Regions from separate parts of the Gossypium arboreum genome. Here region 2 is linked to region 1. A link is a contact called in public Hi-C data. All regions are on one chromosome and are shown on one strand. The core of a region is the stretch at or near the end of the contact, and the rest is flanking DNA. Distances in the headings are between cores, read along the strand shown.

Evidence for each region. A called contact is a pair of places that touch in the nucleus more often than the background predicts.
Region 2: a contact with region 1 is called in a Hi-C map of leaf, with 2.1 times the contacts expected there. The contact joins the promoter of LOC108459813 here to the enhancer-like site in region 1. A contact is called at or near these places in 2 of 5 Hi-C or Micro-C datasets (both in leaf).

The regions. Positions count from the first base shown.
Region 1 is chr4:115,700,514-115,705,224 of ASM2569848v2, reverse strand. No RefSeq gene overlaps it. Among protein-coding and RNA genes, the nearest start is that of LOC108459044, 34 kb to the left of the region's middle. Within about 2 kb of position 1,829, at least 2 of the 2 cell types and tissues checked have an H3K27ac peak or open chromatin away from gene starts, as enhancers often do. A contact at or near this core is called in leaf, where this site is marked.
Region 2 is chr4:115,890,346-115,895,657 of ASM2569848v2, reverse strand. LOC108459813 (BTB/POZ domain-containing protein At3g22104-like) reads left to right here and starts at 3,539. Exons shown (of 3, transcript XM_017759212.2): 1 at 3,539-3,785; 2 at 3,875-4,803; 3 at 4,889-5,312. The coding sequence starts at 3,707. The coding sequence ends at 5,290.

The DNA of each region.
Region 1 (4,711 bases), core at 580-3,079:
TTTTAAATTCTAAATTTTTACTCTATAATTTGACACGAACAAATAATCAACCCAATGCGAAGCATGGGTGAGTCATACTAGTTTATATTATTAGAAAGTTCTGGCTTAATTTAATTAGCTCAATAAGACTTAGGTGTTGTTTGATAAAGTGAAAAATTAAGTGTTGAAAATTGAAGTATGAAAAATTAAGTATTGAAAAACTAAGGGTGTGTTTATAAACTATTAAAAATTTTCATTTCATTGAAGATGAAAATTTTCAAGATTTAATATTTTAAATATGTTTGATAATCATTTTAAATTTTTATTTAATATAAATGTTTCAACAAAAAGTATTGAATAAGATATATTGATAGGTAGCTACTTCTTACTTAATGTGAAAAATATTAAATCAATTTTACAGTCAACCCTCTATATAACAACTCCATTTGTCTACCAAGATTTTGCCTATAACCTCCCTAACTTGGCCTAGATGTTAAACCCGAATTTGAGAGATTACATCGGCCACCTAGATGGCTAGTACAACAAAAGTTTATAAAACAATCAATTTAAAATATTTATTTATTTATTTTAGAAGGAATTTTTTTTCCATTTTTATAAACAATGGCAAGTTTTTAAAAAAAAAGGGTTAAGTTTAACATTTTCTTTTTTACGGTGTTTACCTTTGAAAACTTACTTAATTTTCTAAATTATGTACTTAACATAACACATTTACAACTTCACTGCGGAAAAGTGATATTAACGTGATTTTCAAAGGAAACCATGTTCCATACATAATTAAATAAATATTAATATTCTAATAATTTAAATGATTTAAATGTCATGCATGCCTCAAATAAAACCTGAATACTAAATCTTATGCCACAATTCGAATAAAGCGATACAATTTCAAAATAAAATAGTACAGTCTTTAGGTAATAATAAAATATTAAAAAGTAACTTAAAAATATTTTAATAAATAAAATCGAGCCTAGACCTTCCAAATGTTGCGTATACATCCTAATCTGGTGGGTTATCTGTAAAGATGGAAAAATAAAAAAGGAAATGAGCTATGAAAATCAATATGAGTTTCACCACAAGAAAATTGGTGCAAATAGTAGACAAAGCATACAAAATATCAGTTCATAGAATAAATCACAATAAATTAAAAATATAGAATATTAGAAAATCCAATCATTTTCATCAACATAATATCTCAATGTTCAAACGATAAACACAATTTGAATAGCAACTCGAAATTTCGATATTTTAAATTAACTCATTATCATAATATCTCGACATTTTCAGCAATACAAATGCTTATAAATGCAATGCAATTTCAATTTATCAGAAAAAGTTCCTACCCTATTGTTGAAAAATCGGATTTGAAAAATGCAACAAAAAATAAATTTAGGGGAAAATTTAGAGTTTTAAATTTTTTTTTCAAAATAAGAATTTTTTTTTGAAATAATATCAGACTGGGCTTTTATTAATTATATAAAACTAACCCAAAGACAAAAGTTCAGCCCAAGGCAAAACAGTCCGACCCTAAGCCTTTAAGAGTAAAACTAAACACCCCAACAACCAAGTCAAAATTAATTAAAGAAAACTCAGCCCAATCAAAACTGTTAACTGACACCCATTCCCATCAATGCATATCACGTTTCAAGTTTGTCAGTTTCAGTTCCCAAAGAACGCATTTCCTTATCTTCACTTCACCATTTTTAACGTTCTTCTCTCTAAGGACCTTTTCTGCGCAAGCTTCAACTCAATCGAGTTCTCTTAGCCATTCATCCCCCATTTTTCGCGCAGCAAAACTAGGGAGAGCCATTTCCACCCCCGTTTGCACTGCCCATGAGAACGCAAGGGCCTTTGCTGCAGACACAAACCCGATATCATCATGCAAAATCGATCTTGATACCAGAACCTCTCCCGCAGCATTCCTTGCATGCACTCTCTTGTTTCTATCAGTCCAAAGAGCCCATAAAGCACGACAGAATAGCCTTGGTTGGAACGTTGAGCTTTCTTTGGCAACCCAGGCAAGCCACTCAATACTGTCCAAATCTTGCCTTTGTCAAAACCCATGTGAAATTTAATATTGTCCACACTTTCACTATTATAGGGCACTCTCGAAATGTATGGTCCAGAGTCTCATCTGCCCCTCTACACCTGGTGGCCACTAATCCCTTGTAACACATTTGATAGAGTAGGAATGAAATTAGAAGAGATCCTCCAGATTGTAATTTTGATTTTAGTCGGGAGTTTTAGGTTGTACAATTTCTTGTAAAATTCTCTAAAATTGGTTTGTAAATAATTAACATTAGGATTTGAAAAACCTACTATGTAATAGTTTTTTCCCCTAATGGCTCACCTCTCCTCTCCAACATGTCATTGTGTCTTGCCTTCGCCAAAGGGATTCACTGTATCCTGGTCGCATCTGCTTCCGAGAAGGTATTGGCAATAACCTCTATTTTCCATTCTCTGCTATTGTTATCAATCAACTCCGCAATCATAGATATATTGTTATTATTGATACTACTACTTAGTTTGTAATTGACTGCCGTGGGTATCCATGCATCCTAAGCTATTAAAATCTTATTCGTACCAACGTTCCAACACATCCCCTCCTGTAACAATCCACTCGTTGCCCAAATGCTTTTCCAAGTGTAGGATGACAGATTCCCTAGTCTTTGCGCTTAAAAAATCAAAATTTGAAAAGTATTTAGCTTGTAATGGCCAATTTAGTCCGGGCTCGAAACCTAAATACTAAAAAATAATAAATAAAATTAAAATAAAAATAATAAATAATAAAAAACGGTCCAAGTCTATTATAATTACAAGTCTAAATCAGAAAACTTTAATAACCCAAATGACCCAAAATTTAAACAATATTTAGGGAAAAAAACAAGAAAAAGAAACCCTAGCTAGTGCTGTGCACCCTAACTCTAGTCGCCGCTGCTCCTAGCTTATCACCACCAACTGCATGTCACCATCAACCACTACCTATAAGAAACAGTTAAGAATAGTGGCTAAACAATAGCAAAAAATAATAGTAAAATATAGTATGTAAATTGCCTATAAAAATCACAACCAATGTAATTTTTTACGCACGAAGAATAAATATACACATAAAGAAAAAAATATACACATATTGAATACAAAATATTGAGCAAAAAGGTAATTTATTTTTGTTTCATTTTGGAAAGTAAAAAAAAAAACATATAAAAAGGGATTTTTCACTTGTCGATCCACCTTCTGCTGCCATCGAGGATTACTGCTGACGCCTCGAATGTCTTAAAACTCATTAGGGTTCTGTGAAGGTCCAATGAAAACGGCGAGACCAAAAGTTTTTTTTTCCTTTGCATTTTCTTCTCTCTCTCTTTTTTTTTTTAATTTCAAAAGATATATGGCTTAGATTTGGGTTATAGGTTTTTTTTTAAAAGATTGAAAAAAGGCAAAAAAAAAAAATCGACAACCAGGAATAGCGAAGTTGTTGTTGGCAACTGATGGCAGTCGCGGTAGACATTCGTCGACATAGGCCGGATTCAAGAAAATTGAGAGAAAAAAAAAAAGGGTTTTTAAGGTTTTTTTTTTTAAAAAATAGATGCAAAAAAGAGTTTTTAAACTTTTTTTTTTTACTTTTATAGTCCATTAAAACGGCGTCGTTTTAGGCTTATTGCTCAGACGCCAAAACGGCGTAGTTTTTAGCTGACCCAACTTGACCCATCAAGATTTGCGTGTTTTTTAAAGGGGGCCTAATTGCGCCTTCTGGCCTTTCACTTTTTAATTATTTTTCAATCCAGTCATTTTTTGTTTTTTAATTTATACCCTATGATTTTAATTTTGTTTCGATTCGGTCCCTTAAGGAATGACGCGTTTTGGGATAGAGAATAATTTCCCAGTTAGTCCCTCTTCCTTTACGCGTATTTAATTTTAGTCCTTATTCGGTTTTATTATTTAATTTATTATGCTTTATACCTTTAATTCCGTTTAAATTTTAATTCAATTAATTTCATCTTTTATATTTGTTTTATCGATTTATTTATTCGTTTATTATTCTTTTACTTTTTAAACACTTAAATTTAATATTATTTATATTTGTTTTATCGATTTATTTATTTGTTTAATATTCTTTTACTTCTTAAATACTTAAATTTAATATTACGTATATCAATTTTATCTATCTATTTATTTATTTATTATTCTTTTACTTTTTAAATATTTAAATTTGATATTACTTATACTTTCTTTTCATTAAGCACCTTTCGTTTTTTTTTAAGTTTATTTGTTTTGTTGTTAATGCCATGAATTTGTATTCTTATTATTGCTATATTTACATTATTATTATAGTAGTTATCCATTTATTTGATATTTATCATTCTAATATAAATATTCTACCCACATGACAATCTTATATTATTTATTTGTCACTATATCATACATTAAGTTTAAGCATTTATCCATGTGTATATTATCCTCGAATAGGTAACATGCATATCGTTTTAAGTGTTACGTTCGTTTCTCGCACGATGCATAAAAAAAGAAAATTATAAAATTAAGGCAATATTCTGTATTTAGAGATTCGAAAAGTCGTATCCTAACTTACGAGGTTCGGCTTTCTCTTTAAACCTAGATAACCGGACATTCCTTTTGAAATTAAAACACATGAGATTTAAATAGTAATTAAAATAAAGAGCAAGCTTATTCTCGAAGAGTTGAGATGTATCCTAATTTA
Region 2 (5,312 bases), core at 2,290-4,789, 190 kb before region 1:
AGGACAGATTTGGTACAGCAGCATTGGTTTGACTTTGAAAATCCACTAAAAATTATGGAAATTTAATTAAATAAAATATTGAATTAAAACTTGATGAGTCTAGTTTCACATAAAGGAAACGGTGTAAGCAAAAGAATTCTGTATCATGAGATATTTGAATTCTTGTGAGACAGAGTCGGAGTAATTCCAGACTCCCCTGTCTCAACTTTGGAAAATCACTATAAATTGTAAAAAAATAATTATGAGTTAAAATTCATATGACTGAAATCCTTAATGAGTCTAATTTCAGGATAAAGATACAGGAACATTATCCAAGTCTCATACTAGGAGATAAATAAATTTTAGTGAAGATAGGTCGAAGCTGTCAAATAGCAAAATAGGGGAGACTTCGAATAATAAAATGTACTTATTGGCTAGACAAAAAATTCTAAAAATTTTATGTTAAGAAGATATATGAGTCTAGTTTCTGGAAAAATTAACAGATATTAATTTGGAGTTCCATAGCTTGGGTTATAAATAATTTATCGACTATGACTCGAGTAGATAGCTTGACCAGAATATGAATAAAAGCCTAATTATAGTTGTATTACCTAAGGAAACATGTTATTATAATGCTTATTATTTTCATATGGACTTACTAAGCATAAAGCTTACTCCCCCTTTCCAGCTTTTTAGTTTTGACAGGTCAGCTTGGGGTTGGAGATCTTCGGAGGCAGCATCACACTATTGAGCCTTTGTCGTTGGAGTATTGACATGTATATGTTAAACATGTTCAAGTGAGTGGCATGTGTAGGGACTTAGTTTTTCTATGATCGATGTTATTGTGATTAGCCAAATATATTGGCTTATAATGATTTGTTGTATGTGGCCATGAGATGTGGCTTATAATGATTTTGGCTTGTAAGCCTATTCATCCATGATATGTGTAAATGTCTTGTGATGTGGGGATGTGATTAGGCTTGTTCACTATGTATAAGAAGTATATGGCATATGTACATGGTGAATTCCTTAGGACCATTCGAGGTGGTCATGACCATGGAATAAATGTGTGATATGGTAATAAGTTGTTAATGCCCTGAACATGGATGTTTAATTTATAAGTTAGTAAGCATAGTATAATGGTATAAGGAATAGAAAGGGGTGACTTAAGGCTTGGAAAATAGCCTATTATGGTCCACATGGTTGGACACACGGGCGTGTGTCTAGGCCGTGTGTGACACACGGTTCCCTCCCACGGGTGTGTGCTATGGTCGTGTGTCCCCTACACTTAAAATTTTAAGTTAGTATAGGACATGGGTAGGTCACACGGGCGTGTGCCATAGCCGTGTCCCAAAGTCAGTATTGAACACGGACAAGCAGCATGGGCGTGTGCCATGGCCGTGTTTAAAAGTCAGTGTTTCCCACGGGCTAAGGGCATGGACGTGCCCCAAGTCATACAAGCGTGTGAGTCCACACGGTCCACCTACATGAGCGTGTGACAATCCAAAGCTAGAAATTTATTAAGTTGTCCAAAGTTTACCAAATGTTTTCGATTTTGTCCCGAACTGCCTTAATGTAGGTTATAGGCCTCAATGGCCTGTATAATGGACGATATGTGTATGTTCTAGAAGTTTTAATTTTGGGCGAAATTTGGTGACCCGATTTTGTATGTTTATGAATGTTTAAAGTCTGGTAATGCCTCGAGCCCTGTCCCGGTATTGGATACTGGTGAGGGGTGTTACACAAATAGCAGAAAACCTTATGTATCATGAGAGGACTAAGGACATAGAAATTGACTATCATTTTATAAGAGAAAAGATACAAGAATGGCTTATAGCTACTGAACATGTGTCAACAGCAGATCAACTGGCAGATATTATGACGAAAGCTTTGAGGTCACAACAGCATTGTCATCTGACTTCCAAGTTGGGGTTAAAAAATATTTTTACACCTCCAACTTGAGGGGGAGTGTAGAAAGAGTTATAGGCTGTTGAAGCAGTTAGAAAAGTTAGGTTTTCTGTTATGAATTAATTGAGCCGGAGTTGTGTAAATATTTAATAGTTGTAACCTTATGATTTACGAGAATACAGATACATTCTTTATACTTTTGAAAAATTTGAATTATAATTTTTAAGAGAGCTAAAATATAATTTTATCTTTATATTAACATAAAATCTTACAATTTCTCAAAGGTTTAAATTATAACCTTTTCATACTTAGAGGGTCAAGATTGAATTTTTATATTTAGTATGTCAAAATACAATTTTATTATTAGATTAACTTAAAGTTTAACCAATTTTAGAAGAACTAAATGAATAATTTTCTATTTTGAGAAAGAAAGCCCATTCCTATTCCCCTAACTCACCACTTTGAGTAATTCTAATTCTAATTATATTTTCTATAATTACAATTGTACCTAACGTCTTAATGCCCGTGATAAATGATAAATTAAAAAATCAAATAAAATATTCCAAAAATCTTACCACACATTTAAAATACAATTATATATTTAAAAATAAGATGCAATAAAGTCTAAAACTAATTAATCATAGTAACATAAAGAATATGTACGATATTAAAATAAAAAACTCAAATATCTTCAAATAATATAATTTACTTTAATTATGGAAGGATATTTCCATAATTTCTTAATCGAGTTGGTATTGACATCAATTCAATCGAAGTTTTATTAATAGTATAGATATAAAACTAAAGGAGGTAATAAAATATGGACAATAAAAATAAAATGTAGGGAAATATTAAAATAAAGTTTTAGTTAAGTGGTAAATTAAATATTTTATTAATATATTTGATGTGGGGTTTAATTCTTCTTATTTATGCATATTTTTATTGATTATTTAGAAAGTGAAAAGATTAATATACCTTCTAATAATATTATGAAAGACATCCTCGTAATTTTTAATTGAATTAGTGCCTAATTATCTTGTAACTTTCACTCCAATGTTTAAATAGTGGCATTGATTAAAAATATAAATTAACTTGGATTTTAAGGATATCTTTGTCAACCCCATGCACGGGTCTAGATACTGGCAGCGAGAAACAGGGAACAAGAGACAAGTAAAGCCAGCAAATCAAAAAAATCATTATATTACTGTAGCTTTGAACGTCTCGTTCGGTCTGACCTCTTACACCATTTTTTTAGTACATTTCTAAATTCTCTTGATCACGCCTCTAAGTATATTCTAATAAAATATAGGATATTGCACAATATTTCTTATCACAAAAGTCAAAACGATACTTGTGATTATCATAATTGGAGGAAAAACAAAATGTTTGATTCGCCATTTTCCTGATTTGATTCAATTATTTATAATGCTTGATTGCTTGAACTAAAATTGGGAATAAATGTTTGGGGTGATTGTGATTCATAATCTATCATATTTATATTCTTTTGATTCTTGCCTTTTCAGAAATGTGGAATCTATAGATACTATCTTCTTCTGTACCATTATCATTTAATTTCCCATCTACATGTGGGTCATATAAGTAGATATTCCCTTTTTTTCCCGTTCTCTCTTTGTTCAAGACTTTTGCCCATTTTTTTTCCTTATTTATTGGTGTAGTTTTGGGTGATTCTGGGAAAGGACTAAGGGTTGCTTTCATAGCACTAGACATGGATTACTGTTACAATTGACATCTTCATTTCTGGTCCTCCTTTTTACTCTTTTCTTGGTTCATTCTTGTTTTTGGATTATTTGAATTCGGGATGGAGGATCCTATTCCATTGCTGATACCCCGGTATATGCCGACAAGGATGCTTGAGGACAAACCAAGAGTCTGGTTAGGTAGCATCAAATGGAATCCTAATTTTTATCATTGCTAGACTTTTTATGTTTTCTTTAATAATTTGTCCATTGTTGTTGTATTGCCATAGTTTCTGCTGTTGAATCCATGGAGATGAACATTTCTGTCTCAGGGGCAGGGAACTGTAATCTATTACAAAAAACCAAGGACTCCATTGATGAGCTCAGTTTTTGGACATGGTCTGATCTTTTGGTTGCTTTGAAGCATTACCAAGATTCACCGCGGACTGCTACCTCTTCTGGTATACTTGAGAAATGCTTGGATTCACTTGTTGGGAGGCTTGCCATGGCTAGTGAAGTAACCCCTTGTGCATCTACTTCTTCTCCAGATAGCTCAGGGCTTCGGATTTCGTTCAATACTAGGAGTACCCAGAGCTCGAAAAACGGCCTATTTCGAGCAACTTGGTGGTTCGAAGACCTTTCGGCATTGAATCCCAATTTGATTGAAATGCTGGTGAAATCTATGGTGTCTCGGGGGTACAATCATGTTATCGTCAGTGGTTTCCTCTTTTATTACCAGAAGTCGAAGTTTTATACGGCCTCATCGGATGAGAAACGTGAAGTTCTAGAAATTGTGATCGATATGCTTTACACTCTTGATCCGAGTTCTATTTCGTGCAAGAGTTTGTTTGGCGTTCTTCGTCCGGTGCTGCGTTCCAACATAAGCAAAAGTTGCAGGAACAAGTTGGAGAGTATGATAGGTTCTCAACTAGATCAAGCAACAATAGACAATCTCCTAATTCCATCATATGGGAGAAGTTATCTGTATGATGTAAACCTTGTTCTTAGGTTCCTCAAGGCATTTTTACGTGATGGAGGCTCGGAATTATCTCCGATACGAATGAAAAAGGTAGCTAGCTTGATAGATCTCTATATAACAGAAGTAGCTCCGGATCGTTGCCTAAAATCATCCAAGTTTTCAGCTTTGGTAATGGTCCTGCCGGATTCTTCCAGGGACTCATGGGATGAATTGTACCATGCCATGGACATTTATTTGGAGGTAGACTTTGATATCATTTATAAAAGGTTCCTTATATATGTTCTCTTTTTTTTTTGTTCATTTGGATTAAATATGCTTTCAGTAGGTTCATACAGGGTTGTCTGAAGTAGAAAAAATGGAGATATGTGGTGGATTGAACTATAAGAAGCTCTCTAGTGAGGCCTGCATGCACCTTTCTCAAAACACAAAATTCCCATCAACAAGCGCAGTGCAAGCTCTTATTTCACAGCAATGGAAGCTTAAGAACTTGCTTGAGGGCATGCACAATGCCAAGCATTATACGGATTTCACCGCAAAGGAAGATAGGGGCAGGGAACAAGTTGTAGTTTACAATGAAAAGCTCAGAGCACAATTACAAGGGATGCAATGGAGGGTGATGGAATTGGAGAAAGTGTGTAAGAAAATGCAGACCCAAATGGCCAAAATCATGAAAGCCAAAGTATTAACCCATAGTAATGCAAGACCCCTGCCTAGACTCTGTTCATGAAAGCGAAATTTTTGCATATACC